Regions from separate parts of the Mus musculus genome. Here region 2 is linked to region 1. Evidence: chromatin contacts called from public Hi-C data. All regions are on one chromosome and are shown on one strand. The core of a region is the stretch at or near the end of the contact, and the rest is flanking DNA. Distances in the headings are between cores, read along the strand shown.

Region 1 (2,700 bases), core at 83-2,582:
AATGGTTTCTTTGTTGGTGGAGGAGTAAAGTTTTGGTTGATCTCTGCCAGGACAAAGGAGATGACGTGGCTCTGAACTTAATGAGGTCTCCTCTAACATCGTGGGCATGTTTTCATAGTGAAGGCAATGAACGAGAAAGAGAGAGAGAGAGAGAGAGAAAATACAAATACACCGTGAAAATATACGTTCCCAGGGTTATTCTTCCATTATGTGTATGTGTATGTGCACGTGCATATGTGAAGGTGCATGCAAGCATGTGGGTCTGCCCTATGTGCTGTGACTAGAGGCCAACCTTGAGTGTCCTTCCTCAGGAACCTTCCACCTTTGTTTGATACAGGGTCTCTCCCAGGCCTAGAATTTTTCCCAGTAGGTTAGGCTAGATGGATGGGAAGCTCCAAGGATCTGCTTGCTTCTGCCTCCCATCTCTCTGTCACTGGAATTAGGAGTTCTAAGCACAAGCCACCATGCCCAGCATCTTATGAGGATCCTGGGGATCTTAACTCAGGTCTTCATACTTGTGAATCAAACACTTGACAGACCCACCCATCTCCCCAACTCTGTGCTTGCTAATTTTGCATGGGCCAGAATATCATCACACAGCCAAGTTCAGTGGCTAAGGAAACAGACTGTCATTTTAAGAGGGGAGGAACTCCAAAGCTGCGTGTCAAAAGAAGCATTTTTTAAAATCTGCTTCCATGGATATACAGGTGTGTGCCTGCCTGTGTGATTGCAGCTGTGTCTATGTGTGAGCATGAATGTGCATAGGCATGAATGTGTGCACACGCATACATAACTGCTGTGTGTGCATACATGTGCTTTGTTGTATGTATGAGCAAATCCTAGAAGCTTTTCTGCTTGAGTGCCTGTAGATCTGAACCTTCCTGGGTAAGTGTCTTGTTTAATGGACCAATAAAGTGTACTGCCCTAACCCAGTGGGATTCTAGAATCTTTGGGTCTGTTAAACAAGGTTTTGTAGTCAGGAACCCAATGCAAGAACCAGCTCTGCTACCACCTGGGTGGGCAAGTGACTTCAGACCCAGCCTTCTGACCATGAGGTGGGATCACCACTTCTCAGGTTCCTTTTGAGTGTCCTAGGAAGTGACACACCAGAAGGAGGGACTCGGAGCACACAGTGCACTGGGCTGTGGTTAACTGTGAGACTGAGTGGGGGTGGCTGTGATTTCCCCCTCCTGACTCTTCTCTCTGCCCCACATGCTTGACCCCTTTCCAGAAGCTGAAACTGAAAACTGAAAGCAGCTTCACGTCTCTTAATGTGTTGTCATGGCAACCGCTGGCTCCTGCTCATGGCTCTGTCGCCCCCTCACTGTGGGGCTGGGGTGTGGAGGAGGAGACATGGACTCACCAGAAGTCTCCCTTCTTCTGAAGATGTGGGAGGTCTGGCCCTGTCCTTGTGGCAAACACCCTACTCCTCCCACTGACCTTCAGCCACAGTTCAGGGATACAGGGATGAGCTGTTCAGAGTTCTCTGGGCATCCTTAGCCGCGGTGGATTCCAGGCCTTGGCTCAGAAAGTGGAGTCAGGTCTGAGGCATCTTGGAGGGGGCAATACCTGCGCAGTTTCAAATCTCCCCTCTCCTCTCGGGCGACTAAGGAAGAGGCGCATCCCTGCAAGCACAACCACAGGTGTCTGAGGGTGCCGGAGCTGGAATAACCCAATCACAGACCTGCTGGGGCTGTAATCTGTCACTTCATTTGGTGACTCATGCCTTCACTTACTCACGGATGTGTTTGCTTATCCATTCAATTATAGACTCTTCCGTTCACATTTAAATAACCATGCCTTCCTCTAAGTACTCACTGCTCTGAGCAAACATCCATTACTACCTGAGCTCTGAGAGTCGGGGAGATAATTAAGGTATAGCCTCTGCCGCCCTGTAGGGGTTCCAGGGTGGGGTTTTCTAACTGTAACAAGAAGAGGAGGAGGAAGAGGAGGAAGAGGAGGAAGAGGAGGAGGAGGAGGAGGGAGAGGGAGGGGAGGAAGAGAAGGAAGAGGAGGAAGAGGGAGAGGGAGAATGAGAGGAGGAGGAAGAGGAGGAGGAAGAGGAGGGGGAGGGGGAGGAGGAGAAGGAGGAGGAGGGAGAGGGAGGGGAGGAAGAGGAAGAGGAAGAGGAAGAGGAAGAGGGAGAGGAAGAGGAAGAGGAAGAAGAGGAGATGCCCATGGATAGACTGGTATTTTATTCTTTACAAAAAAACCCAGTACTCTGTAAGAAAAATATTATGTACATAGTGGTACACTGTGGTCTGGGGAAATGTTCAGGTGCTAATATTCACCTCTAGGACTTGAGGGGGTCATTTTTAGGACCACAACAGACACTGCATCCATGGGTGCAGTTCCTCTCCGTGAAATGGTACAGTGCTTGCACAAAGCCCTATGAGGCCAGCAGAGCCCAGTCTCTCTGCCGAGGTGAGACCAGGGGGACTTTAGACTCAGCCACAGAGAGAGTTGAAAGTCAGCCTGGGCTATGATGACCTTGTATCAAACAAACATTTAAATAAGACAATAAGTGAGGTCCTTTTCATCTATGCTCTGGAACACCAAGGTTGCTTGCTGACTGTGACTAGGGCAGAGGCACAGGGCATCACATAGACTGGGAACATATGTATAACCCACCCATTCTCTCCTGAGTAAGCCACTGTCAGAAGTCTTTATCTAGTCCCACCCCCTGTCCTTCTGACCCCT
Region 2 (2,700 bases), core at 166-2,665, 340 kb before region 1:
TCCAGCAAGTGTAGGTCCTGTGAGTGGGAGGAAGGAAGTGGGACTGAGAGGAGGAGGCAGAGAGATGGCTGGAGGAGAACTACGACACCAAAGGTTTCCTTTATAAGCAAATGTAGATGAAATAAAAACAGTTGATGTGCACTCATGTACACAAATATAATTTCTGTGTGTGTTGAGGGGGAGAGGTAGAGATGGATGTACTTTGGGGATAAATGGGTGTGTGCTACCATGCACGAGGAGGTCAGAGGTCAACTGTGTGGAGTCAGATCTCTTCCTCCACGTTTATTTGGGTTCGGGGGATTGAACTCAGGTTACCAGACTTGCACGGTACACCTTTTTCCCACTAAGCCATGTTACCACCACCACGCCTCATTTTTGCAACAGGGCTTCACCATAACAGTGGCTGTCCTGGAAGTCACTGTGTAGAGCAGGCTGGCCTCAAACTCTGCCTGCCTCTACCTCCCAAGTGCTAAGATTAAAGGTGTGTGCCAGTATACCTAGGTCTGTCCTACTTTTTGTTTAAATTAGCCAGATATTCATGTATTTATTTCACAGAATGCTCAATGTGGTCTAAGCCAAAAACAGAAGCTAAAGCAACATTCTGATTGGGGGAAAAACCCACAACCATTCCACATTATCAACAGCTAAAGGAACCTCTGTCCATATCTCCATGCATAACTACTGTCATGGCTGGCTTTCTATTTTTTCCCTTGTCAACTTGACACAAGCTAGAGTGACCTGGGAAGAGGAATTAAAACGCCTCCGCCAGCTTGTCCCTAGGCAGGTCTGCAGTGCGTTTTCTTGATTAATGATTGGTGTGGGCCCATCCTAGCCCAATGTTGGCAGTGCTACCCCTGGACAGGTGGTCCTGGGATGTGTAGGAAGCAAACCAAGCAAGCCAAGGAGAGCAAGCCAGGAAGCAGCACCCCTTCATGGCCTCTGCTTCAGTTCCTGACTCCAGGTTCCAGCCTTGATTTCCCTCCATGATACACTACAACTGTAAGATGAAACAAACCCTTTCTTCCCCAAATTGCTTTGGTTATGGTCTTTTCCATAGTGATAGAAACCCTAGCTAAGATAACTACCCCTAACTTTATTATTCATACAAATATATTTGTATTACGACTTCTAAACAGTAATGAGCTCAAGCTGTCTCTCATCAGCTCTTCCTGGCCTGTGGATATTCTACAACCATCACTAGCAGTACTGAGTGGTGTTCCATGGCAGAGTCGCATACAGCTCTGAGTGACTGAGACCAGAATCTCGCATACAGAAACACAGTGCAGCGCCTCGAACTCCACTTCCTTCGCTGTCCGCTCTTAGCATTCATTCGGTGTCAGTCTTAACACTGGACTTCTCCTGCCTAGCAGGCAGGAGGGCTCTGAGATCTGCATTACAGGCATCTCCCTGAGCTCTTCTATTCTGGCTGCCTGCCACACTGCCACCTGCCCCTCCTTTGAATGTTTCCCTTCATGCAGCAAGAAGTGGGGAGAGAAGAGAAAGTGGCTTCCCTCGTTCCGTGACACCAGAACGGCTTACATTCAGGCAGTGGGCTTACACAAGAGGAAAAAGCACTGGCCCTGTCAGCAGGTGTGTGCTAACTGCAGCTAACTCATTTTGAGACCGAAAGAAAATTTCTCCTTTGCCTCCAAAATGAAAGGGTTGAGGGGCTGGAGACATAGTGTCAGAATGCTTGTCTAGCATTCAGGAAGCCCTTGGTTCAACCGACAGCACCACAGAACGCAGAGTAGCAGTAGCGGTGCACTCTTATAATCCTAGCACTCAGGAGGTGGAGGCAGGAGGATCAGAAGTTCAAGATCATTCTTGGCTACAGAGGGAGTTGGAAGCCGGCTTGGACTACGAGACTCCATCTTACCGCTAGCACTGAAACAGATGGAAGGAAGAAAGGAGGGGAAGGAGGGAGAGAAGAAAGGAGTGGGGGCAGGGTGGGGTAGTGAGGAAAGGAGGGAGGCAGAGAAAAGGAACGTTGCTGACTTGTTTTGTTTCAAAGATCCATTTCTTGTGGAGAATTGTGGATGACATCACAGAGAATCACAGGGATCACAGCTGGGGACAGAACAGCAGCGTGCAGTGAAGCTCAGCCCGACAGGGTCTAAGAGCCATTCAAGACGTATTTTAGGGCCAGGCGGTGGTGGTGCACGCACCAGCACTTGGGAGGCAGAGGCAGGCAGATTACTGAGTTCGAGGCCAGCCTGGTCTCCAAAGTGAGTTCCAGGACAGCCAGGGCTATACAGAGAAACCCTGTCTCAAAAAACCAAAAAAAAAAAAAAAAAAAAAAAAAAAAAGACGTATTTAGGAAGAGCCCAGCATCTACCCAGAAAATAGCATTCCTCTGGAGATCTGAGTTTCAACTGCCAAGTGTGACTTCAAAAAAAAAATGTGGGCCTGTGCAGAATGTCCTGTACTGCTCACTCTTCCGTGACCTATGGCAACTGACTGAACATCCCTGAGCTTTAATTTTCTCAACTCTCAAGTGATTCTCACCTGCATCCAGCACCAACTGAGAATGGCGCTATCACCAAGTAGCAGTAACCACGGCAACGCCATGGACACCCTCAGCTGCAATCATCTCCCCACATCCCGTTCCAGTCCAGCTTATCACCTCACACTGCCCCATCTTCAGGTCTAGTTCAGCTCATCACTACAGACTGGCCCCCATCTTAAGTCCCAGGCCCTTTT

The links. A called contact is a pair of places that touch in the nucleus more often than the background predicts.
Region 2: a contact with region 1 is called in a Hi-C map of cortical neurons, with 7 times the contacts expected there. The contact joins two enhancer-like sites. A contact is called at or near these places in 2 of 39 promoter capture datasets (the 3T3-L1 cell line and hippocampal neurons), 2 of 15 datasets of contacts at CTCF or cohesin (hippocampal excitatory neurons and pro-B cells), 94 of 484 Hi-C or Micro-C datasets (the 3T3-L1 cell line, 3T3-L1-derived adipocytes, the AML12 cell line and 54 more), 6 of 115 datasets of contacts at active chromatin or transcription factors (PVALB interneurons, astrocytes, fibro-adipogenic progenitors and 2 more) and 2 of 9 other capture datasets (adipose tissue and liver).

The regions. Positions count from the first base shown.
Region 1 is chr6:114,346,988-114,349,687 of GRCm38.p6, reverse strand. No RefSeq gene overlaps it. Among named protein-coding and RNA genes, the nearest start is that of Gm38875, 49 kb to the left of the region's middle. Within about 2 kb of position 1,332, at least 42 of the 459 cell types and tissues checked have an H3K27ac peak or open chromatin away from gene starts, as enhancers often do. A contact at or near this core is called in cortical neurons, hippocampal neurons, neural progenitor cells and 1 more, where this site is marked.
Region 2 is chr6:114,691,611-114,694,310 of GRCm38.p6, reverse strand. All of the region lies in intron 7 of Atg7 (autophagy related 7), which reads right to left. Among named protein-coding and RNA genes, the nearest start is that of Gm52917, 42 kb to the left of the region's middle. Within about 2 kb of position 1,415, at least 21 of the 459 cell types and tissues checked have an H3K27ac peak or open chromatin away from gene starts, as enhancers often do. A contact at or near this core is called in cortical neurons, hippocampal neurons, neural progenitor cells and 1 more, where this site is marked.